Regions from separate parts of the Mus musculus genome. Here regions 2, 3, 4 and 5 are each linked to region 1. Evidence: chromatin contacts called from public Hi-C and promoter capture Hi-C data. All regions are on one chromosome and are shown on one strand. Each heading gives the region's core, a stretch centred on a gene start, on an enhancer-like site or on the middle of the called end of the contact. The rest is flanking DNA. Distances are from core to core; before and after follow the strand shown. Region 1 holds the start of Nup153 (nucleoporin 153). Region 2 holds the start of A830005F24Rik (RIKEN cDNA A830005F24 gene). Region 3 has its middle 7.4 kb from the start of Mirlet7a-1. Region 4 holds the start of Mylip (myosin regulatory light chain interacting protein). Region 5 holds the start of Ptpdc1 (protein tyrosine phosphatase domain containing 1).

The links. Promoter capture Hi-C pulls out the DNA fragments that hold promoters and counts their contacts. A called contact is a pair of places that touch in the nucleus more often than the background predicts.
Region 2: a contact with region 1 is called in a promoter capture Hi-C map of pre-B cells. The contact joins the promoter of A830005F24Rik here to the promoter of Nup153 in region 1. A contact is called at or near these places in 6 of 39 promoter capture datasets (the 3T3-L1 cell line, the C10 cell line, cranial neural crest and 2 more), 1 of 115 datasets of contacts at active chromatin or transcription factors (large pre-B cells) and 1 of 9 other capture datasets (pancreatic islet).
Region 3: a contact with region 1 is called in a Hi-C map of B cells, with 5 read pairs. The contact joins the enhancer-like site here to the promoter of Nup153 in region 1. A contact is called at or near these places in 1 of 39 promoter capture datasets (the C10 cell line) and 1 of 484 Hi-C or Micro-C datasets (B cells).
Region 4: a Hi-C map of muscle stem cells shows a contact between it and region 1, with 2.7 times the contacts expected there. The contact joins the promoter of Mylip here to the promoter of Nup153 in region 1. A contact is called at or near these places in 2 of 39 promoter capture datasets (the C10 cell line and pre-B cells), 1 of 484 Hi-C or Micro-C datasets (muscle stem cells) and 1 of 115 datasets of contacts at active chromatin or transcription factors (thymic regulatory T cells).
Region 5: a contact with region 1 is called in a promoter capture Hi-C map of pre-B cells, with 2.2 times the contacts expected there. The contact joins the promoter of Ptpdc1 here to the promoter of Nup153 in region 1. A contact is called at or near these places in 2 of 39 promoter capture datasets (hippocampal neurons and pre-B cells).

What each region holds. Positions count from the first base shown.
Region 1 is chr13:46,724,939-46,729,911 of GRCm38.p6, forward strand. It overlaps Nup153 (nucleoporin 153), which reads right to left and starts at 2,911. Exons shown (of 22, transcript NM_175749.2): 1 at 2,422-2,911. The coding sequence starts at 2,535. Gm46412 (a long non-coding RNA gene) reads left to right here. Exons shown (of 2, transcript XR_001780928.2): 1 at 1-576.
Region 2 is chr13:48,511,746-48,516,592 of GRCm38.p6, forward strand. It overlaps A830005F24Rik (RIKEN cDNA A830005F24 gene), which reads left to right and starts at 1,825. Exons shown (of 2, transcript NR_165458.1): 1 at 1,825-1,884; 2 at 2,389-3,094. It overlaps Zfp169 (zinc finger protein 169), which reads right to left and starts at 1,691. Exons shown (of 5, transcript NM_026450.3): 1 at 1,550-1,691.
Region 3 is chr13:48,543,059-48,548,335 of GRCm38.p6, forward strand. No RefSeq gene overlaps it. Among named protein-coding and RNA genes, the nearest start is that of Mirlet7a-1, 7.4 kb to the left of the region's middle. Within about 2 kb of position 2,858, at least 414 of the 459 cell types and tissues checked have an H3K27ac peak or open chromatin away from gene starts, as enhancers often do. A contact at or near this core is called in B cells, where this site is marked.
Region 4 is chr13:45,387,008-45,391,819 of GRCm38.p6, forward strand. Mylip (myosin regulatory light chain interacting protein) reads left to right here and starts at 2,735. Exons shown (of 7, transcript NM_153789.3): 1 at 2,735-3,036; 2 at 4,182-4,372. The coding sequence starts at 2,950.
Region 5 is chr13:48,622,177-48,627,339 of GRCm38.p6, forward strand. Ptpdc1 (protein tyrosine phosphatase domain containing 1) reads right to left here and starts at 3,496. Exons shown (of 10, transcript NM_207232.2): 1 at 3,201-3,496.

The sequences.
Region 1 (4,973 bases), core at 1,661-4,160:
ACTATGAAGCCCAGACTGGCCTCAAATTCCGAGTCCCCTGGCCTCTCAGCCCCTTAGCAGCTGTGATTTCAGGTATGTACCTCTTTGCCCAACTATGTCTACTTGTAACTGTTTGACCTTTATCTGGTTGATCAAGACAATATCTTTCTAGCTCCACAACTTCAAGCAAGGTGGCTTTAAAAAAAAAAAGAAAAAGAAAAAGGAAGAAAGTTAAAAGTAGAAAAATGCTAAAGTTTAAACATTTCCCAGAAGACCTAAACCAGAAGTCAAAACAGGAAATCAGAAATCAACTGAACATGATACAGGAGTCACAGGTACTGGGTGACTGCAGTAGCTAGCTCCTTGGCCTGACATTTGCTGTCCTGCATTCACCAATAAGCACCAGCCTGCTTACTCTGAGTCTAACACAACTCTTCAGTCTGCCAAGAGGCCATGGACACTTATCAAGCATTAGTATGAAACATGCCATGTCATGAAACTCCTTGATATATCCAAGATGATGACTCAGCAGTTGCTGCAAAACAACCAGTTGACAAGCTCGGCTAGTAGAGGACAATGACATCCACTAAGTCCGAGGTAAGACTAGTTACTTACTTTAAGACAGAAACAAAAGCTGAGCTGCATACTTTTATATAAGCCTAAACACTTTTTTCTTTGGTCAATTCTGCCAAAATTAAATCTGCTAACCAAAAAAGAGTTATCTTTAATTCCAGTTCAAATTAAGATGTACTTACATTTTAAATTAAATGACTGAGGCAAGAAGCTAACATGTCTTAGAACTACTGAGCTCTAAAACCATACAGCTTGAAATCTGTACCAGCTCTAAAACATGTTTGGTTTTAGTTGAATGCACTTCTCTCTCAAATTAGTTTGGTTTTTTTTTTTAACCTAAATACATTTTAAAATAAGCTGTGATCATAACTTTGGCTTCTTTCTAAATTCTATCATAATATCATACATAATATTGGCTTCTTTTTAAACTCTATCCAAGCCATCCATTTCTTTGCTCAAACTGTTTTCAAGCAATCAGAGGTGGTTCATTACTCTTAGTATAAGAGTATGTTTGCCTTAATGTCCATTGTACAGTATTAGGCAAAGTAAAACGGCCAGGCTTGTGACCTGATTTTAATCTTAAAGTCTGCTTCTGAAGACCCCGGGCTCCTCAGCATTCAGGGAAAATGGTAATATTGCAAGGCTTCCAAGCAATGACAAATAACTTCTTAGTACATAAAACACAGCTGTTTCTATTCAAAACTTTCCCTATCTTTATTTTAAAAATCTCAAAAGTGATATAATTTAACATTACCAACAAGTATTCAATTTTAGCACTAGCCAGAATAAACAAAAAGTCTACATTTAAGAGTATGCAACAAGTTATATATTAGCCCTTCTTCAGTAAGCTTAAAATATACACTTCCTACTTTTAAAAAGTGGCTTCGTTAAAGTGAGTTTTTAACGTTTTAATTCTCACAATTTTTAATAACTGAAAGTGTTCTCTGAACCAACTATCTCGTTTACAACAAGAATCGACATTTTTATAAACACCCAAAGAAGGCATACGGTGGCTTAAGTAACACCCCTGGTGAGCCCGAAATACCTTAAACTTCTAGAAAACGCCCAGTATTAAAAATATTTGGTGTATGAGATCAGAGCTGAAGAACTGGTCAACTGTAGAGAGTGGATGATTCTGGTCTTCAGTATATAGAGCGGGGTGGAGAGAAGAGAGGGAAGAACCACGCATCAGAGACCAGACGTAAGAGCGGCGAGGGACTTTCAAAACGCCTCAGTGCCACATAACTATAACTCAGTTAAGAGAGGAAAGGATGAGAAGCTAAACCAGTGTGTTCCGATCTGGAAAGGCCAAGCAGACAGACGAGGGGACCGGACTACCATTAATGATTTAACGCGTCTAAAACCGAAATTATTCCACGATATGGGTAACAGCGCCCCCTCCCCAAGTCTCTCCGGGCCGCGGTGGCAGATTAATCTCCCCGCGCACCCTGAACCCGGGAACACAAGAAAGAAAAAGCCTGCCAGCGGATGGGCCTGTTGCCACATCTTTCCCTTGTTCCCTTCGTGAGGTCGTGAGGAATACCATTTAACCCCCAAAAACCCGCCAAAAAAAAAAAAAAAAAAGAAGAAGCAGCAGCAGCAGCAGCAGCCCGAATATCCGAAGCCTGAGATTTCTTTTCCCGCCCTGTGCCCGCCAGGGAAAGCCCTTGGGCGGGAGGGCTGGGAGAGGCCGCTCGCATCCCACGTGTCTGCCGCCAGGCCCGGCCAGGCTCTACCCACTTCCCGTCGCCACCCGGGTCCAGCCTCAGGCCCTCTGGTCCCCTCCACGTGGGGCCGCCGGGTCCTCGCACCGCCCCCCAAAGAGACCGCCCGGAGCCGCCCAGTCGCCACGGCGTACCGGTCCCGTACCTGGTGTTGGGGTCGCCCCTGTTGGTAAGGCTTCACCGGCCCCTGGTGGCAACGACGAGTCCGGATCTTGCCGCCGCCGCCGCCCCCTCCTATGCCTCCGGCTTCCGAGGCCATGGCGGAGCCTGGGCGGCCTCCCACTACCGCTCCCGGGCGGGAGAGGCAGAGGCGGCGGCCTGAGGGCCTCCCCCGCCCGGCCCTAGGCGACACACAGACACAGCGAGAACCGCGAGGGAGCGAGCGGGAACTGAGAGTGCGCGCGGCGGCGAGGAAGGCGGTGGCGGCGGCTGAGGGCCCCGAGGTGGCTGAGGAGCGCCGGCCGCGTGCGGACCCCCGCGTCTGTGTTTGTCACCGTCTCTATGGAGATCTCCCGCCGAGGCCGGCGCGAGCAGCTCCGGGCGCCGCTGAGGCCTAGCTCGACCGCCCGCTGCTAGAGGCTCCTCTTCAGTCGCCCTGGCCGTCGCTGCCGCAGTCCAGGCCGCTGGCGCCGCCCGCCAACCCCTCCCCCTGTGCGCGCTGCGCCCGCCCCACCGCCGCCGCCGCCGTCGTCGTCCCTGCAGTCGTCGCCGCCGCCGCCGCTCTTGCGCCTATTACCGCTGTTGAGGCGGCCGCCCCGGTCGCGAGCCAGAACACCGTCACTCCTCCGCGACCGACGCTTTGCGTCATCACGCTGCGACAATGCGGGGGGGGATGGGTGAAGGAAGGAAGGGTTGGCCGAGCCCGCGCTCCCTGTCGTGGGAGCCTCTGGGAAATGTAGTTTTTCTGGCCAGAACGCGGATTCTCGGAAAGGCAGGCTATAGCGGAAGGACACCCACGGAGCACCGCAGAGGCACAAAGCCCGGGTCATTTGGCGGCGGTTGGCTGCTTGTTTAGATTCAGAAGGGCACTCGACACGAATACTGTAATCTCCCATTCATCAATTATAAGCCGAATGGAAGTAAACAGTAAAATCAAAGAACCATAATGCATCACAATCCGGGGGGGGGGGGGGGGAGACCGCGTTGAAATTAACCGTGGCCGCGATCCCCAGGCCAAAAACAAAGTAGGAAAGGCATTTGGCACTTGGGAGGCAGACACAGGGGAATGGCTAGTTACACATTACCCTCAGCTTCATAGTGAGATTCTGTCTCAACGAAAGCAAAAAATACAACTTCATTACTGTTTCATTAAACATATAAGGGCTTTGTTGTCAACACACACCGTGCTGGCATTCTGAGTTGCTTCACTACTTACAAACTTGACCTTGGATGACTCTACTATTTAAATCTACCTTATAAAGTTGTGGGGAGCTAGTGCGGTCGTCTGTGTAGAGAGCACCCAGTAGATTTCCTGGTATACAAGAAACGCAGTAAATGGTTGCAATTATGACCTATGCAATCAACACACATTAAGGGTGACTCATATATCCCTAGTAAACATATATTTGCTTCAGTTAATATTATAGTTAGGTGACTAAACAATGTATCCTCAAAGACCGGATACACCGTGTTAAAGATGCAGGCATTAGACAAAAGGTCTGTGTGATCATGTGGTCCAGCCTAGTCATTCAATGGACTATATGGAAACCAAGAAAATTTAAGGGGCACCATTAAGGGTATCGATTTAGAGCCTGGCTGGTGACAGACATCTTTGATCCCAGCACTCAGGAGTCAGATGTAGATGGATCTCTGTGACTTCAAGGCCAGCCTGGTCTACAAAGCGTTTTCCAAGACAGCTAGGGCTGCATAGAGAACTGACTTGGAAAAAAATAAAAGAGGGTGGATATCTAATTGGGCACTCAAAGCCAGGACTATAACCCAGGGTTTTTTTGTTTTTTGTTTTTATGAAATAAGTAACTATGATTAGGAAAAAGAATCGATTATGGAGAATCATAGACTTAATGTTCTATTAGAGAACAGCGTTCTAAAGTTTATAACTATAAAATCAAATAGATTGTTTGAATCTGTCACTTACTAGCTGTGTAGCCTTGGGGAGATTAGTGATCTTCTTTCTAAGCTTCACTTTCCTCATCTGCAAATAGAATGAATATTTACCTCAACAGGGACACGATTCTGCTTATAATAGCTGTACAGACAGAAAGCACTTAGTGCCAACCAGAAATCCACTACCAAAAGTGATCTCTTGCACCAGCCCACCCCCAAAGTGTACAATTCAAATCACTATTGAAATCAAATTAATAAAACAAAACTTACAGTACCTTTGAACTTATAGTACCTTTCAGAACATCAAAGACCCTGCTGTAACCAGTTGGTACAGTCTGTGTCTGACCTTAACCCCTGAGACAAGTTACCAAAGTTGATGAAAAGAATTCATTTCCTCTCTTTCTGTGTCCTCCCTTCCCAACCTGCCTTCACTCTGAGTGTGTTCTCTCCCCCAGGGCTACAAAACAAGCAGAACTGTTCCTCTCTGGTCCCTTCTCGGCCCAACAGAATTAAGTTTCCAGCAGAGGCTAGCAGCTCATTCCTGGAAGGGACAGTCTTCACAGAATTCATGAAAAAGTCCACATCCCTTTTGGGCTTGATCGCAGTTATTTCATTCATTTCCTGCATATATTT
Region 2 (4,847 bases), core at 575-3,074, 1.8 Mb after region 1:
CCCCAAAACATCATCAGGTTGTCACAAGAATACCCCATTCCTGGTACCAATGTGTCTTAGTCAGGGTTTGTATTCCTGCACAAATATGACCAATAAGCAAGTTGGAGAGGAAAGGGTTTATTCAGCTTACACTTTCCACATTGCTGTTCATCACCAAAGGAAGTCAGGACTGGAACTCAAGCAGATCAGGAAGCAGGAGCTGATGCAGAGGCCATGGAGGGATGTTTCTTACTGGCTTGCTTCCCCTGGCTTGCTCAACTTGCTCTCTTCTAGAACCCAAGACTACCAGCCCAGAGATGGCACCACCCACAATAGGCCCTCCCCCCTTGATCATCAACCAAAAAAATGCCCCACAGCTGGATCTCATGAAGGCACTTCCCAACTGAAGCGTCTTTCTCTGTGATAACTCCAGCCTGTGTCAAGTTGACACACAAAACCAGCCAGTACAGACAATAGGGCAACTGTACATACAAGCTCACTGCAGTTACAACACCATGCACAAGACCCGTGCAAGCCCAAACCAGAACAAATCTCAGCACAGAGACAAGAGTTCGGCACCAAATACCTAGTACCAAGCTACGGCAATTACTAGCTGCTGGGAGAGGAGGAGAAGGGTTTCTCTAAGAGTATATAGCCCGAGGTAAGCCAATAACAATCCAATGAAATATTCAAGAATATTGAATTCAGCATAAGTTAGTCTTAAAGGGTTTTGAAACAAAAAAGAAAGATAGGTCACAAAGATAGGTGGACTGGGGACAGAATTTTCAGTGGTGAATATAATCAAAATGAGTTGTATATATAGATCAGAGAACTAAAGAGAAAAGGAGAAACCAGGCTACACCGCCAGAAATTCAGGGAGCCAACAAGCCCTGGGTCATGGGGGAAATGTCTCTTCCCATTACATCACTCCAGGCTCTTGGAAGATCCCAGAGCTCAAGGGAGCCACACAAGGTCATTAGCCCACAATGTGTAAAAAGGCCACCCCCACTCCCCCCTACACACATATACACACAGGCACGCACGCGCACACACATACACACCACACACACAAGCCTTGTCACACACCAAGACTCCAAACTTCAAGACTAGCTCTAGTCTCTTGGTCTTTGCCGTTGCATTCAGCCAGGCAATTCTGTATGTTTTCCCCGCAAGGCAAGCGACCAAGCTGTATTTCCAAATTCATGATGAGTGCAGCTCCCCAAGACTTCTGTCCTCACCAATTCAGACATTTGTTCCTGTGGAGGATGGCTCTGATCCCTCACAAACCTCAACAGAGAGCGGGGGTGGAAAGGTGACATCTAGATGCCCCAGGTCCAATCTCCCTGACCTGGCACTAACACAGGGGACACACCTACAGCGTCATAGCCTGGGAAGCAGGCCAGACTGACCTGTAGCTTGTTTAGGACAAGATAGTGGACCCCTAACCCCGTTCTCACATGGCCCCCTCCCCATCCCAGGGTCTTCACCGAGACCCTCCTCCGGGATGGGCAGAGAAGCTGATTCCACTCCCAAAGACTCCACGCATCGAGGATGGAGCAGCGGCAGACACCTGAACCTTGTGGGTGGCCCACGCCAGCTCTCCGGACTCTTCCCCGCCTGGAGGGATCTGCAAGAGCCGAGGACGTCTGCACTTTCGCTCACCAGAACCGCAGTAGAATCGTCCACAGGCACAGGTGACGACTGCAGGATGCGGAAGTACACCGACCGGGGTGACGCGCGCGCACTTCACTACCCACGCAGCGCTAGAGATGGGGGAACTACAATACCCAGAATGCCGCGTACTGCAGGACACCCCATGCTGACTTGGCTGCAACCCGAAGCTTCAGACTATAGGAGGGGCTCCCTAGCACTGCCGGACTCTTTCATTGACTGCAAGACAACAGGGTAAGATCTTAGAGAAACAGAAAAAAAGCAGAAAAGCCAAACCGAAGTAATCTTTGCGTACTTCTAAGGAAGCTCATTAATCAATTCTTTTAAAAAAGATGTGCTATCTAGATGCCTTCCTCCTGCCAATTCAATCTTGGTTGGTTTTTTGTTTGTTTGTTTGTTTTGTTTTTTTTCTTTTTTACGTGCCTGTGAGTCGTGTGTTTTAAACTGCAGCATGTGTGGATACTGTGGGTGTTGTTTCTTGAAAATAATACTTTTTTTAAAAAATGATTACAAAAAGACAAGGGCAAACTAAGTTTGAAGATATTCATAGTGTAATGTTTTAAACTATTTTGCTCATACAAAAAAACACTTCTTGGTTGTAACAGAAAGACAAAAATCTTTGCGAAAAGACTAGGAATTTGAGCGGAACTCAATTTAATTGAATTTGAATTTTCAATTGTATTTCTAGTATTTGACGTGAGCAGTATTTTCAAATTATTTCCCATTTGCTTCTTAAAGTGAGGTGGCAAACAGCAGAAGTCAACAGGGACCAGATTCAGTCTTCCACATAAAACAAGCTTTAAAAGGACAACATGGACTAAGAAACCGATGGGGAAGCACTGCACACAGAAACAATGGAGGAATATCAGTGATGTGGACAATAAACGAAGTGAGCAGCGAACTCCCCTGGTGAGAAACCGTTCTGGCACAGAACAGAGAAGGGAGACCCGAGCAAGACCTGGAGGTCAACCTGAGACGAAGCCGGGGCCCTGGGGAAACCAAGGCAGCTTCAGTTCAAAGGACAGTACGAAGGACCAGAGAAATCCACAGAGGTTCAGTGGCTCCTTCCTCGGGCGTTCACCGAACACTGACAGCACGCGACACACAGCTGTGCCATCCCAGGGAAAAGTCCCGGGAAAAATGTCAGTGGGAATAAAGGGGGTGAGGAACAACACCTCTTCCTATGAGGCCATAAAGCCTTCAGAGTTGTACATAATACCTGGAAATGGTTTCATCTTGATAGGAAGACAAGATGGGGCCCCCGAGCCTTTCTTGTTTCACCTAGGAAAATGCAAAACTAAGCCTAGAAAAGATCAAATTGTTTACAAGTAACTTCATTTTATTTTTTTTTAAGTTTGAGCATACTTAGGATACACGCCACACTTGATAAGGCAAAAAACATGGAATGTCAAGTTTTCAATTAAAAGATGTCATGCCAGTAAAATGGGTCTATATTGTTCAGATAAAGAAAAAATAAAATCAGTAAGAATAATACTAGGAAATAAGGAGAGGCGCTGGAGAGGTGGCTACCGAGTGTTAAGAGCACTTGGGAATCTTGCAGAGGACCCAGGTTCAGTTCCCAGCATCTATAAGATGGCTCACAACTGCTTAGAATTCCACTTCCAAGGATCAGATGCCCTCTTCTGGTCTCTACAGACAACTGCATGCACACAGTGCACTTACCTGCAGGCAAAACACATTAATACTTATAAAAATAAATAAAAATGCATTAAATAAAAATACATTAAGTAAAAAGAAATATCATGTGGAGATGGTCTCAGTGGATAATGTGCATGCCATGGTGCTCAAGCATGAAGATTCGGGTTCGGATGCTCAACACCTTGCTTCAATTTTGTTGTTGTTGTTTTGCATTTTGAGATAGGGTCTCTCCAGAAACTGTCCAGAAACTCACTTTGTAGCCCCTGCTGGCCTCAAACTCACAAAGGTTCATCTGCCCCTACCTACCAAGTCCTGTGATTAAAGGCGTGTGCCACCATGCAATTTGTATGACTAGAGTGGCAGAAAAAGACACCTGACGTCAGCCTCTGACCTCCACACACATGCACATGTGCAAACACATACGTACCCACACCACACACACACACACACACACACACACACACACACCCGCATGCTCGAGTGTAAAAAGATAGAGAGAGATAAAGGGACTGGACCCAGAACAGACCTCAGCAGCTGGGACCCAGCTGAGGAGCCAACTCTGCTCATAAATCCGAAACACTTCCAAAAGCCATCACCTAAGATAAGCTAGGTTTGTAAGGTTTTTTTAAAATCCATCTCTTAAGACACTAAGAACTTTCTGTCTCAAAATTGCTATAATGCCCTTCAGTTCATTTTTTTTTTCTCACAAGAGTATGCACACTGGGTCAGGAAAAAAAAAATGAAGACATGATGTCTACTGCTCTAGAGGAGGTGAGACCTGGGAGAACGGAGTCAATAAATGAAGCCGACTAGAAAGTCTTATGCAATAGCCAACTTCATTCAGAGCATCAGCCAGTTTATACTGAGAGTTAAGAAAACTCAAAGTCCTCATGAGTTCAAGCTGTTAACAACCACAAGGAGAAGCCAGGTGTAGGACAAACGTGTTTTTTCACAGAAGTGAAACATTTAATTGACTAACACCAGCAAGCAATAACAAGTAATGATGAGTCACCTGAAGAAAGCGCTCTGCTATTTGCTCCACCTGGGAGGAACAAGAAACTGCATTCAAAACAGGAAATGTGTTCTTGGGTGTAGTTTCATGTTTTGAAGAAATGGGTCACAAGACTCTCGGGGTTTGTTTTGTTTTTAGTTTTCTCACAAACATTCAGAATTCTCACACTACTCCATTCTTGGACCTTGTTCTGACAGTATGACACATGGTAGAGACGAGATCTTTTTCACTGTTAAAGAGAAGGTCATTATAAGCAAGGGGGGAGATGCAGTCAGGATGTGGTACCAGAGTAGGATGGGATACATCATCATGCATCCCGGTATATTTTAATAGAGATGCAGGTGGATACTGAGTGTACTGGCTAGTTTTGTGTCAACTTGACACAGGCTGGAGTTATCACAGAGAAAGGAGCTTCAGTTGGGGAAATGCCTCCCCGAGATCCAGCTGCAAGGCATTTTCTCAATTAGTGATCAAGGGGGAGGTCCCCTTGTGGGTGGTGGCATCTCTGTGCTGGTAGTCTTGGTTC
Region 3 (5,277 bases), core at 1,608-4,107, 1.8 Mb after region 1:
AAAAGTTTTGTCTATCTTTAAGACAAACATATCCAGGTAGCAAATATGAATTTTTGAAAAGTAGCTAAATAATGCATCACAGTTGCATTATTCATTAAGAAACAATTACCAACACTGAAACTGAATATCTCAAAATGGTACACACTGTAACTAAAATATACTCCTGCTGTAATGTAAAATACTCTAGATTTCACTAGGTACCAAAAAGGCAAAATCATTATATCTAGTTAATGCAATCTACTCTTAATTGATTACATAATGCACAGAACACCCACAAAACTCAAGGACCATGTAAGGTGCCACCTTTACCCCCATTACTTTAGTCCTGAGAAAACATGAAAAAAAAAACATTGACAATTAGTAAAAATAGTCTTTATAGTATAAGTTTCTAAAGACATTCAAAGTTTTGAAATACTGCTAGCCTTGAGTGCCAAAATATACTTCCCAACTTATACACACTTAAATGGGAGAGGGGAGCAGTGTTTTACACATTTCACCAAATATGACTATAGAGCTGTTTCTATTATTCCTTGGAGATCAGTGTAAGAGAGGAAATGTGCTCTTCAGGAGGACATTAACCATTTCTGCCACTCACAAAATGGTACTTTGCAGGAAAACTAACAGATATAGCTGATGTAGCACATTATTTCGTATTTTAAATCTTCCTAAAAGTTTCTGATCACCACATACTAAGTGATTCAGGATACATTATTTGGAACATTCATTGGTGGTGCTTCCATCTAGCCTCCTTTATTTGAAACAGGGTCTTATACAGCTCAGGATGGCCTGGAACCTTCTACATAGCTGAGGATAACCTCTAACAGTGCAGGGATTGCAGGCAGGAACTGGAGATGGAACCCAGGGCTTGAGGCATGGCTGGCAAGTACTCTTTATCAACTGAGTGAGCTACACCTCCAGCTCTGGCTTTGTAGTATTTTTAAAAAGGCTTCTTTTTTTTAATTATTTTGTATTATGTCTGCACAAATGTGGACATCGAAGGATAACTTGGAGTCAGTTCTCTCCTCCCACCATGTGGGTGAGTCCCAAGGATTCAAACTTGGGTCACTGTCAGGTATGATGCTAAGTGCCTTCAACCACTTATCTATCTGCACAATTGTCACCAACTCACACTGGTTCTGTAACATTAGTTACTGAAATAAAAGGAACTTGATATTTAGGATGCTATTCTCTAAACCAATTAGTTTCCTTAGTTCTGGAGGAGGTTTACTAGGGACATTTCCCAGGACCCTCAAGAAATCTAAATGAGACTTACTAACATTAAATTATTATGAGCATTTATTTTATTAGTACTGGAAACTCAACCCACCAATTCAGGCATGTCTGACAAGCTTTCTATCACTGAGCAACAACTCCAGCAGGACCATTTGTTTTAATACTTCACTCTGTGAACTGAAGTACTTTTTTTTGTTGTTTGTTTGTTTTTGAAACAGGTTTTATCTGTGCAGTCCTGGCTGTCCTGGAACTTGCTCTGTAGATCAGGCTGCCCTCAAAACTCTTGAGATCCACCTGCCTCTGCCTCCTGAGTGCTGGGATTAAACTTGTGTGCCAACACCTTCTTTATAGCCACATGTTTTGCATTCCTCTACCTTTCCAGCTTGAAAAATTACTAAGTCTCAAATCAGCACAACTTCAATTTATAGTGGGGGAGGGCACAGCTTGCTTCAAGTCTACAAAACTATCAATTTCTACAATAAAATTACCCATAGGGTAAAATGCACGCCCCATCTACACAATTTTGATAACACTTTTTAGACCCGACTTAATTTGGAAGATTTCTATTCTCTAATTAAAGTTCTTACATTTCCAACTAGTATTTTTGTTACACTAACAATTTCAAATTTCCCAAATATTACTGCTTCAACTGACAGAACCTAATGAAAGGCCAGAATGCTGAAAAATCTGTATTAAACTAACTTTTCTTTTTTTGGCTTTTTTCGAGACAGGGTTTCTCTGTGTAGCCCTGGCTGTCCTGATACTCACTTTGTAGACCAGGCTAGCCTAGAACTCAGATATCCGCCTGCCTCTGCCTCCCAAGTGCTGGGATTAAAGGCGTGCCCGGCTAAACTAACTTTTCTTATAAAAAGATTGTTTACTTGTTCAATTTTCTTCACAAGATTATCAGGCAATCAAAAACAAGAACACTAATGTTTTAAACTTCAAAAACAGGTTGCCAATATTTTTCAACAGTTAAAAAAGCAATCTGTCATCGTCTTCCATTTTAACTAAGTTTCTAAAGTTTTTCTCCGCCCCCCCTTGTCCTTTCATAATTATCCTTTTAACACAAAAAGTTGAAAACTACAACACAGACGATCACTTCTGACACAGACCCTGCACTAACAAGCGGGATCACCGAAGGGCAGTCCTGGCCAAGGGCATAAAGGTTACCACCCTGCCTCCGCTAAAGAGCGCGCCGAGAGATAAGTTTTCTTAGCCGGCCTCCGAGAGGCCACCCGCTTCCAAGAGTTTGCAGCCTCCCCAGTCAAAAGGCCAGTCTCGTTTCCGGTGCCACCGAGCTGCAAATCTCCTACCCCATCCCCTGGGATACAGTTTCCTCCCGCTCTCGCGCTCCCCTCCCCCTGGCCAAGGACGGGCAGCCGCAGCGATCCTCCAGCCCCAGCAGCTGCTCCAGGCCCTCAGGCCGCAGTTGGCCGAGCGGAGCAGGGGCAAGCAGCCAGCGTTGGCTCTCCGTTCCCTCCCTGCCAGCGCCTTCCCGCCCCGCCCCGTCCCTCCCCGCCCCCCGCACTTCCTACCTTCCTCCATCCCACCCCCCCCAACCAAAGCCAAGGTCTCCCCGGCCCACAAACCTGACGGCGGAAGTGACGTCATAGAGGCCCGGCTACGTCCGCAGCCAGTCACGCCACAGCGGGGAGGTAGCCCCGACCAACCGGCGCGAGCCAGAGGGCGGGACTTCCGTCCGCCGCAAGTTTGATTGAAGCGGCGGGGGAGGGGCGAGGTGAGGAATGTGAAGAATGACCCCCCTCCCCCGCCCGGTCGCCGAGGAGCTGGGCGGGAAGCGGAGGGGGCTGGGGCAGGCCAGCGGCCACGCGGCACCCCTCCCCCGCCCGAGCCCCAAGGCCCACGGCATCCGTGGGCCACCGGCCCCGGGGCCACCCGCCTGCCCGAGGCGCCCAGGCCATCCCACGGGTCCCAGGGTGCGGCGCGGCAGCCCCCAAGTCTTCCCTCCTGGTCGCCCGCTGCCGCCGCCGCTGAGTCTGGAGGAGGGAAAAATGGCGACGTCCCCGCGCTCGCCTTCACGCCCGCAGTACCCACCTCAAGCTCGCGGATAAAGGCGTCCCGCTGCCGCCACGGGAAATGGTCTGGCTTTCCCCCCACCGTGGCCCTCCACCGCCGCGCCCGGGAGAGAGCAGCGCGCGAGAACCCGGATGGAAGCGCGGGCGGGCGGGCGCCGCCTCGGCGGCCTGAGGGAAGGCTACGCGCGCGCCGGGAATCCGAGGCGGGGGCGGGAGCTGCGGGCAGCGCGCATTCCTATTGGCGGACGCTGTTGACGGACGTGTGCCTCGCCCTCTCGCCTTAGCCGGTCGGGGCTCACCCGGACCCCCACTGGAGGGTGACGGCTGAGCCCGCCCCCGCCGCGGAGAAGGCGGGTCTGGCCCGCCCACCGTGACAGGCTCCTCTTTCCCTACTGGAGGACCGGGAGAATAGCGAGGACCGTCCTCTGAGTCCCGCCCTCCGCGGTGATGGACAAGTCGTGTCACGTGGCCTCCGTCCGCTCTGCCGGCTGCGAGGCGGGAGGTGCTAGAGTTTTCGGGGCGGTTTTCACGTGTACCCAAGATGTTGGATTCACTCAGTCTTCCCTCTCGGGGGCTCCGGGGCTCGACGCCAAGGCCACTCCATACCTCACTTCACCCATCTGTCACATAAGGAGTTAGGTCTCCTATGGTGTATCTTTTATCTCTTTTATTTTTTTTTTCTTTCCCATGTATTGAAATTTTTGTGCTAAAACTTTTTCAAAGCAATCTTTACGAATTCTTTTTTTTTAAATCAATGCAAAAGCATTTCTTCATTCTTACTGGAACTTTCCATGCACTAGGAGACCTCTCTGCTCTTTGGTGGGTGGGTTGGGGTACTATTTAATGATAGTAGGTTTGCACGGTTTAAAAAAGAGAGTCAAGAGAGTCAAGCATCAACAAAACCCTATGAACATTCATCTGCAATCCATCCAGGGGAAAAAGGCACTGTACACGTCAGCAAAGTGCTTATATTATAAACTCCAACTATAAGCCATCCTAACATTCTCTGTCCAAAGCAAATGACAAGAGAGTTTAGAAGATGGGAGAGTTTGGGACTAAAGTGAACAAGTGAACAAAAAGAAGAGGAGGGTGGTGAACCTTGTGGGATAGGTAGGATATGGGGAGGAAGAGCTTCAACCTTCAGGATATACTGTGAGAAAGAGGATTATAAACCACACGATGTCATCAACTCTTCATACAAAGCTGGACTCCTCACAGTAGGTTTTCCTTCGTAGGCATAGCGGTGTGGATTTTGCTGTTTCGTTTTCTTCCTTTTTTTCTTTCTACTTTTTTTTTTTTTTCAGTAAACAGAAACCTAATTTGAAGGTGACTTACAGAATCAAAATGCCTCAATATAGCCACCTGACTGGCGACGGATGGCTGAAGCTTCTGGTTTCCGTCCTAAGAGAAAGAGACATTCTAGACTATGGGAATTGGGACCTATAAAGTAGGAGTAGCCCACAGAGAAGCCACCCCCTGGGCCCTGAAAGAGCAAATTCCTTCAGCCGAGGTCCTTGGAGAGGCCCACCCTGTGTCCTGGAGGCTTTGCTACCTCAGTTCCGTTCCACCTCTAGCATGACTCCCTCCAAATTTTCTCAGTCCAGACAAACAAGTAATTGTAACCAAAACTGCCAAAGTAAAGCATACATACTTCTCGAAATGTCCTCTGGCCTCTTTGCCTCAGTCCTCCCCTTGTTAAGATCTCCTTTGACCTGTGTCTTCTCTTTTGTCCTTTCGTTCATTGTTCATTGCATGACTTCAAGATGATATATTCACTTCTTGATCTCCCTGCTGTTCATCGATCAGACTCTCCGTCCTTATTCCGGGGTGTGATGGGCCATTTTAGTGTGTCAGTTTGAGCCACCATGCCCCAAGATATCTTATTAAATAATATTGCTGGATGTCTGTGAGGATGTTTCTAGAAGAGATTAACATTTAAAGTGGTAAACTAAGGAAAAACTAATGGCTTTGCCTAATGTGAGTGGATATCATCCAGCCCATCCAG
Region 4 (4,812 bases), core at 1,485-3,984, 1.3 Mb before region 1:
CCTCAAGCTTCCACAGCAAGCTCTTTATACACTTTTAGACAGAGTCCCACTGTGTAGCCCAGGCTGGCCTCAAACTCATGATCTACTTACCTCAGAGGCCTCCCAAGTGCTGGGATTCCAGGCATGTGTGCATGTGTGCCACAACATTTGGCTAAGAGTTTCAATCACTCAGTTCATTCACTAATTAATTTTTATTTATTTAATTTTTTATTTAATTAATTTGAGGTCTAGTCTTTAGCTAAAGATATCCTCAAACTCCCTACTTAACCTACAATGACCTCAAGTTTCTGATGCTTCTACCTCTATCCTGCAAGTGCTGCTGGGATTGCTGGCCTGGTGTCACACCGCTGCCATTACACACAGTGGTGTCTCACCACTGCCATTACACACAGTGGTGGCACACTGCTGCCATTACACACAGTGGTGGCACACTGTTGCCATTACACACAGTGGTGGCACACTGTTGCCATTACAGACAGTGGTGGCACGCTGTTGCCATTACACACAGTGGTGGCACGCTGTTGCCATTACACACAGTGGTGGCACATTGTTGCCATTACACAGTGGTGGCACACTGTTGCCACCAGGGCCACTTGATGGTACTCGGGGCTAAGTCCATACTACGTGATCACTTTATCAACTGAGTTTCAATCCCAGCCCTTGATCTCTTTTGTTAAAACCACCTCTTTTCTTCAGTAGTAACTGGCGATGCCTTAGTTTAATTTTTACACTTTAGTGTTCATATATGTAACACGTATCGGTCAGAGGACAACCTGTGGTTGTTGCTCCATGGGTCTTGGGGTCAAATTCAGGTCATCAGGCTTGGTGGCAGGTACCTTAATCCACAGAGCCCCTTTGCTGGCTCTTTTCTGGAGATACTTGGTTTTAAAATGATTAGCTCTTTATTGAGGATCTCACAGAAGGAATTCAATGGATGTGGGTTAAAGAGATGCCTATGTCATTGTTAGCCATGCAACTGGTTTGTAAGTAACTGATGGTTGTTAAATTTTTCTTAATTAAAAATTTTAAACCTGACATTTCCTTCGCTTCTACAAATTATTTAGCTGCTCATATTAAAAATATAAATATAGAATCATTTCTATGAAAGAAAGCCATTTAAAAAAAATCCTTGCCAAACCCCAAAGTAAGATAGTTTTAAAGATAGTTAAATAGAAATGTTTCTGTTTTTGTTTCTTGTCTTGTCTTTGTTTATTCTGTTTGTTTATTTTTGTTCTTCTTCAGCTCCTTTCTACTCCCAGTATCTAGGAATTTCCCCAAATCTGTCCCCTAAGTTCCCCCTTGTTTAAGCTGGTTAAGTTTTGGCCTTTCAAAAATATTAAGCAATACAACCAATTTCCATGTTGCCTCCTCTCCTTATGGTGAAATTTCCAGCGATGGGCCACAGATTAGATAATCTAAATGTTATCTCCCAGGTACACGTGCCAGACCTGCTTCCGGGAAGGAAAGGAATGAGCAGTAGACCGGTGGATGAATGCAAGCTTACACTGGACTTGGAGCAGTTCGAGAACTGTACCATGTGTTCCTGAAACACAAAGCCAAAAGACTGAACAGTTCTCTCCGCGAGGGCTCTGCTAAGATCCCAGTCCTTCTCCGATGTTTTCCCCATCGTCAGAAATAAATATCACTGAGCCCAAGTACGAGGTGCACCACCAGGTTGAGCTATACAGCAAGACTTCGTCTTAAACGCACAGCAAACAAACGGCACAGAGATAGGGTCATTGGCAGGCAGGGATGGCTAGATTGCTTCCCAGCGGTGCTGGGGCGAGGGGGGGCGGCTTGCAGGAGGGGGTGTCCAAAAATAGCTAGTCTCCATTCTGCGAGGACACTGAGCTTCAGAGAGATGGAGTTTTCCAAAGATCCAAGGCTGAAACCCATATCTCCCGGCTTATCTTAGAAACCAAAAAAGACAGTATAGGCCAAGAGAAACAGGTGGTAAAAATATGAAGGTTGTACACCTTTAACCACTAATCTCTTGTATTGAGATTCCCATCCTGCTAGGTCCTGAGATGAGCCTGTTATCTTTAAGATGGGGTAACATCTGGGTGTCTGAAAGAAAGGGCAGGGAGTGTACCAGGTGTATAGTGAACGAATTGGATGAGAGATAGGCTGGGTGACATAACTTGGTAAGGTGTTTCAATGTAGCAGAACCCACACATAGAAACCCTTGGCACGAGTTAATATAAGAATGGTGCTTGGATCAAATTACCGGCTTATATTGGGTCAGCTGCAAAAACTTTTCTACTTAGATTCTTCTTTTGACAACCCACGGTGGCAAATGCCAGCGGAAAAGCCTCTTCTTTAGGCTCTCTGTCTTGCTTGCTTCTCTTTTGGCTTTCACAAACCACCTGGTTATTAGAGTAACCCCACGCAGGAGTCCTGAGAACCGTAGTAGCAACGTAGCATCACAGGAGCCTTTGATCACAGTTCTCTCAAACCCGGACAGAAAGGCGTCCCCTGGAGCTGCGGGCGACAGCGGGCTGGGAGGAGCGTCGCCCAGTGGCAGAGGCCGCGACCGTGCTGGGGATTGGGGAGAGGATGGGCTCCCACCTCCCGCAGCTCCACAGGCGGTGCCGGGAGGCGGGGCTTCAGCCCACCGAGACTGGGAATTGGTTGCCGGAGCTGGGGAGGAGGGGCAAGCACGCTGTGATTGGCGGAGTCCGGTGCCGGAGGGGCGGGGCCTCTATAAAAGACGCGTGCCTGTAGCGGCGCAGGCAGTAGGGCTGTCGGAGCGGCGCGGCCGTGTAGCTCCCGGGAACTGGCTGTCGTGGGGGTGGCGGGGACGCGAGTGGCGGCTGCGTGGGGTGCAGGGCGGGTGGCCGCACGGCTGCACCTTCCTCACGGAGCCCGGAGTCGACTTGGAGCAATTGCGGTGAGGCGACAGCTCCGGCGCACACCCGAGAAGAAGCGGCGGTGGCGGCGGCCCCAGCCATGCTGTGCTATGTGACGAGGCCGGACGCGGTGCTGATGGAGGTAGAGGTGGAGGCAAAAGCCAACGGCGAGGACTGTCTCAACCAGGTGAGGGCGGCGATCGGAAAGGGGATCCCTTCTTGTCCCCGGGAAGCCTCGGGGCTCGGGGATGCTCCCCGGGAGCCGGGCGACGTTGCAGCAGCGGCCCGTGGAGTGCTCCCGGGACGCCAGGCTCCAGCCTCCTCCTCCTCCCCGCGAGTGGAGAGTGCGGTGGGGGGGGGGCGGGGGGAGCATAGAGGACGCTTACGGTGGGGGATCCGGGGCCCGGAGACCAGAACACTGCTGGGAACCTCCACCCTGTCCGTTAGCCTGGCACTTTTCTCTAAAGAAGGTGGCCCGGCACACCTGCCGCAGGTGTGTGTGTGTGTGATGCCTCCCGTGGAGTCCTTGCAAAGCCCGGCAGCGCCACCCGCGTCCCGGGATGAGATGGTTGCAAGCGGTCGCTGGCCCCGGGGCTCCCTAGCTGATCAGGTGGGCCCGAATCTCAAGCCGCTTCTCAGAAGGACTGTTCACCTGACACTCTAGGCTTGCTAGGGATCCAGAGTATATTGAGTAATTTGCGGGGGACGGTTCTGCAGGCAGCCTCCTTCTTGAGGGGTCTTTACACGTGTGTTTTCTTAAGGGTGACTAAGGCTCCTAACGGGGTGTGCCTAATGGATATTGGCAGGCCCATTTGACCCCTTGAAATACTGTGTCTACGAGACCTGTGGACCTGAGCTGTTTGGAAAGGCGCTTGTAAAGCTTAGCTGACACTTGTAGCATGCTTCCTCAATGCGTTTGTGTTTTTGGAATCCAGATGGTTAAAACTGTCCAGATAATACGCTGCCAAATCAGCTGTGCAGATGGTGCTGCGGGGCGGAGGGGGGGGGTGGCGGGGGGAATTCCAGCGATTGGAATAAGAAATAAAACACCCTGTGTGTTCTTCTACCTCAGCCTTTTGGGAAGTCTGTTTTGGGGGGACCCCTTTCCCTGTGCCATTGGTCAGACCCTAGAAATAGTCAAGCAAGGCCAAGCCTCCACTGGAGGGCTGCGTTTTGGCTTTGCTGTTTCCTTAAAACCTTGTTTTTCCGGTCGGTCTACCAACTGGCATTGCAAGAAGGTAGAACTTTGGGAAAGCAGGGGCCAGTCCTCTCCTCGGATGGAGCCCTTAGGTTTGCACTGCTCACACCCCATACCTTTGGTTTTGTTTTTAGGTGTGCAGGCGTCTAGGGATCATCGAGGTTGATTATTTTGGGCTGCAGTTCACGGGGAGCAAAGGTGAGAGCTTATGGCTGAATCTGAGAAACCGGATCTCCCAGCAGATGGATGGGCTGGCACCTTACCGCCTTAAACTGAGGGTCAAGTTCTTTGTGGAGCCTCATCTCATCTTACAGGAGCAGACAAGGTAAAGCGAGGCCGAAACAAACCAATGTCAAGTACACCTCAGATTCCATTTAGTGGTAGCTATCGTGCCCTCCCGGAGATGTTCCCTGGCAAAATTGACTTGGTGCAAAGGAAGTTCAGGAAAAATTCAAGTTTTCCAAAGCACAGTTGGCCTGGGTGGGTTTTTCAACACTTGGTTTTTTGTTTTGTTTTGTTTTTGTTTTTCCTGTTCTGTATAATATTAGTGGGAGAGGCAGGGTTGACTTCTTACAAACAAAAAGAAAACCAACTTCCTGACAGCTTCATCTAACGCCCGCTAGTAACCCCGCCTCAGCAGTGTTACTACAGGTCACTGTAGACCGTTCTAGCGGAAAGCAGGAAACAGTTCCTCTTGGGTTACTTAAACTTGGTCAGTCCTCAGCCTAAGTGTCAGATTACAGTGTGTAGCAGGAGCGGCTCTGT
Region 5 (5,163 bases), core at 2,246-4,745, 1.9 Mb after region 1:
AGGAACAGGACTTTCCCCTCAGTTGTACAGCATCATGAATACACTCAGCACTATCGTGTTGTATGTTTCCAGAGTGCCAAATTTCAGATTTTCTCACCACAAAACAATGAAGCAGTAGATGCTAATTTACTCCACACACCAGTCACAAATCATAACATCATTTTATATAGCAATATATAAAAGTACAAATGGCCAATTTACAGTAATTTATAGAAAAAGCCTCAGAAGAGCGGAGATAATAGAATGCTGTAGAGCACTTCCCCAGCGTGTGCAAGGTCCTGGGTCCCATCCCCAGTACTGCAGAGAATACACAAACAAATAGTAATATCAGCTAAGCAAGGTACCTGCAGTAATTAGTGTTTAAAAAATGAAAGCCAAGGGAAAGAGGTGTGTGTGTGTGTGTGTGTGTGTGTGTGTGTGTGTGAGTGTGTTAGAAGTTAAGCTGAAGAATACTGGCATTTCATAGAAGAATTTTAAAATTATGTCTCTTCTAAAACATTTTAGACCTGGGAAATCCTTAACTGTACTCTTACTTATTTTCCTTAAATCCTCTATTCTCTGACATACAATGTATTTTTACTGAGACTTACATGTCTAAGACTTTCATAGCATATTACTTGACCATGTTAGTTTTGTAGATGTTAGTTAGATTTATCACAATCTATAAATGCACTGCTTTATTTAGTGTTTTCTTCATATACTAATTTTATAAGACCAGGCATCTTGAAGATCCTCTTCATATCACCAGTATCAAAGGCCTGAAACATAAGTGTTCATAAATATTTACAGAGACACTAAAGATATGATTGTGGTCATGGGAAACTCTAGATGGTCATTTTGCCTTTAGTTTTCTCAGAATCTGTTAAAAATGACCCATTCTTTTTAAAGGAGTTTTTAGTATCTCACTTATAGTAAATCCTCTATAAATATATCTTTTTTGTAAATAAAAAATCTTACATATTACAGAGGGATTAGAATTGTGAATATGCCCTAGAGGGTGAAAGAAATAATGTTAGCAAAAAGATAATTTAGGTTAGCACTCTACTGGGGCTGTAATGTGCTGTTTAAATGAATGCCACAGCTCTGAAGGCACTGTTCCCGTCTAATGATGAGGTAAACATGAGAGAGAAAGCCACTGCTCCAAGGTCATAACTACAAAGTGTCACAGTTGGGATTAGAGCTCCAGTCTTTCCTTAAATCCAGACAAATAAAATACTAGCTTTATCTCTAATATAGTCAATGCATCACATTGTCTAGTTAATACCAACAAAGAGCCGGTTAGTTTTTCTACTTAAATCATTTTAAGAACAGGAATCATAAACATACATATTTTGATTGAAGCCGAGGGGATATGAGAAATGGCAGAAATATTCACTAACAAAGATGATTCTTAGAAAAGATTTCAATGGATGTATTTTCATACTCCCTCACTCTCCAAAGTTCTTCTGGGTGGAAAAAACCCTTGGGGGCAGGTTTTGGTTTGGAAAAAAAGGGGGTTTGAAATGTTCTTTTAAGAGAACAGTGATTTGAAATTTATATTCAGAATAATTTTTAGATTTTTTTTCTCCCCTATATATGGAATAATTCTGCCTGTGAGAATGTTCTAAATTTATGTGACATCAGGGGGGCATCACTAATCATGATACAGCATGGTAAAGACCACAAACATCATTTTGTTAAACTGGTGATACTACAGGTAAATTGTGATTCTTACTTTTCTTCATATGACTTTTTTTGGGGGGGGGGTGGTTTCGAGACAGGGTTTTTCTGTATAGCTCTGGCTGTCCTGGAATTCACTTTGTAGACCAGGCTGGCCTCTAACTCAGAAATCCGCCTGCCTCTGCCTCCCGACTGCTGGGATTTAAAAAAAAAAGTGTATTCAGTAGTGGTCAAGGAAGATCATATAAAAAGAGAGAGAGAGATTCAGTAGTGTTCTCTCAATTCGCTTGGATTCCACCAACAAAGGATTTTTTTCTGATGAAAACCCAACCTCCCTTAAAAGGACATGAAGTACTGTTGAGATGGGGAATCTGGGTCTCCAGGACACAATGCTGTGAAGGCACCGGTATCCGGTTAGCAATTAGTTATTGCTAAGACGGACTACGGACTTCCAAATGGGAATCGTCTATGAGGTCTTAAGCAAATTTCATGCTGGTCCCAGTTTGTCTCTAAGACCTGGGTATCCACACTTTTTAAAAAGCCACAGGTGGGATTCCTGGGTAGCGAGAAGTTTCGCTACAACTGAACAGGAAGAAACCACATGGTGATGAGTGAGTGGTTTGAGGTCATACATGCGTGTTTACATTTTATTTCTTTCCACTAACAGCTCTGATTGTGGCAAATCACCCAAGCCTTCCTTTCTGAGGGAAAGACAAAAACAAAACAACAACCTGGAATGACACTTTGTTGTTAAACTCAAGAAAGCTTATGCTGTGCAGGGTGGGGGTGGAGGGTGAGGTGGAGGTGGATATATACATGTTCACACAGGTTAATAGTGCCCGCCATGATAACAGCTTCTCAGGCTCCTTCAGCTCGCAGTCAATGAATGATAGCTTGTGTTCAGTTTTTAGCATAGACAACCCTTGCTGGAATAATTTGATCAGCTATTTCCCTAAAGCACTGTTTCTCAAGCTCCACCCCCCTCCTCCCTGGGCCTTTGTTTACTAAATTTTCTTTTCCATTAAAATTTAATACCACAGGTAGGGTGTATCTATGGTGTGGTCCTCTGAAAGGCCACAAACCCTTTATTATATAAGAAAACACACACACCCCAGAGCAGGGACATCGACATCATCATCATCATTATCAACGTTGAGAATGCATGTCAGGAGAAAAAGTGACTTGGTCAAGGTCACGTGACTCGTTTACTGACAGAAAGAGGTCCGAATTAGGGATCCCAAAGTGGTAGCCTGATACCTGCTTGTGGCTGTCTTGTCTGCTTTATTTGTAATGAAGAACTAGTTGTCAATATTTCTAATCAAGAGATTTCAACTAAAACACCCAAGCAAGCCTCCAACTGCTCCCGAGAAATCCGAGTGTCGCAGCACTTGAGCAAGACAGAGGGGCGCCCGGTGGCCCTGGTCCCCCGCCCCGCCTCTAGGGATGCGCCTCCAAATAACGCCTCCCTGGATAACCCGCCGCGTAAGGACAACCGTCTGGGGACCGCTCGGCGGGCGCCTAACTGGCTGCGGACTCCGAACCTCTTGGCGCGCTTCGCTCTCCGGCTTCGGAGCCCTGGAGCCGACGGGTCGGTGTCTCACGTCTAGGGCCGGGAGGCGCGGGCGGAGAGGACCGGCCGGCCCCGGGCGCTGCTCGGGCGGGTTCCGCGGCGCTGGCCTGCCCGCAGGCCCGGCCTCCCGCCGCGCCTCTGAGCAGGGAGACTCCCCGCCAGGCGCGCTACACAACGTCTCCCTCGGGCGCGCGCACGGGCCACTCCACAGCCCGGCCGCCGAGGACGCCCTGTCGCCGCCGCGGCCTTGCGCGCGCCCGACCCAACAGCCAATAGCCGGAGCCGCTCGGTGCACGTGATACGCGCCAGCCAATGGAGACTCGAGGCGGCCCGTGACGCGGCGGACAGCTTCTAAGGTTTTCGAACATGTGGGAGCCGCTGGGAAGCCGAGCTGGGGCTTGAGTGGTCGCGGGCTGAGCCGACGGCGTGTGCGCGGAAAGCCCGGAGGACCCTCAGGGCCATGAGAGGGCGCGGCTGCCAGCCTGCAGCATGGGGGTGGGGGTGGGGGGCACCGACTCCCCACGAGCCCCGGTGCAGAGTCGCAGGAGGAGCGAGGACTGCTCTGGAGCTTCGCTCACGGAACCACGTGTTCCGTCTCAGCGCCCAAAGAAGAAGAAAAGCCCATATTATGCATCGAATGTCTTCATTTCCCCCCTAATATTCTTGAACTATTATATTTAATAGTCAATATTGTCTTGCACTATGACAGTTTAAATATGAATTTCTGGAGTTGGTCTAGTAGGGGAAAGTTGAATTATGTAGAGGGGGGAAAATGAAGACCAAGTGCTGTCATAAGTATGGGTCCTGTAGGTATCTGGTGAAACCACTGTACCTGTTAGCAACGATCCGTGTTGCTAACGAAAGTCCCAACTGCCACTTGTTCTGTAAGCATACTTTAACTCAAGTAGAAATTTCCCCTCGGTTGTTCTGAAACAGACCATCAGCAAATGTTCACTAAGGCAGTAATTTAAAGACACCAGTGCTGTAGCAGTTGGATGACCAAAGCTAAAAACCCATAAATACTATGTCTCTCCACAGTGGAGTAGGCTAGCCTAATAAATCTGAATTCTCCAACTCTCAGAGTGGTGTTTGGTTCTTCTTTGGTCAGTTTTCCATAACACCAGAGTCTCTTCCTTCTGTTCTCCTGCAATCCTTAGACTTTCTTTGTCAAAGCCTTGCCAGCATCTTAGCCTCTTGTGACTCCAGGTCTGGACAGGAACAGGGACCCTGTCATTAAGAGACCTGACTGGTCTCTGCCCTCTTGTAACAGAAACTCCAGGTTCCAGAATCCTGATCTAAACTCACAGGCATTTCTTCTCATTAAAGCTGTACCCAGGGATCCAGACATTCTGCCATGTCACCCTTAAAAAATCAGGTTTCCTTTCAATTTGTGTCATGGATCAAAATCGTAGACAGAGCACCATCCACCATGTCCTTATTTAATATTTTAATAAAGATCTTACTAGAAGCCTACCCATCAACTTAATCATATTATAGATCTTACATACTCAGTAACATGACCTCATGTAGTTGAGAAATGTCTTCACTAGGCACATTTCTGTTCTTAAGGAAATCCCATGCCAAAAAAGTGAGGGATGGATCCAGATAAGCATCTACCAGCCTCTGCTGAGTCCATGTTTTCAAACTCTACTAGAAGTCCTGTTATCTCATACAGTTCAGTAGAAATGTCTTTCTAGTGCAGGACACTGCTAGGCAAATTCTGTGGCGCTCTGTGCTAGATGCTTTACATATATTTTCTATTTTGTCCATGCCATTAATAGCTTTGTGATGATACAAGTGACATCGAAAGCTGTAAATGTATGCAATGGTGTCAGCGTTCGGAGGCTGATTATGGGATGGATCCCCAGGTATGGCAGTCTCTAGATGGTCCATCCTTTCGTCTCAGCTCCAAACTTTGTCTCTGTAACTCCTTC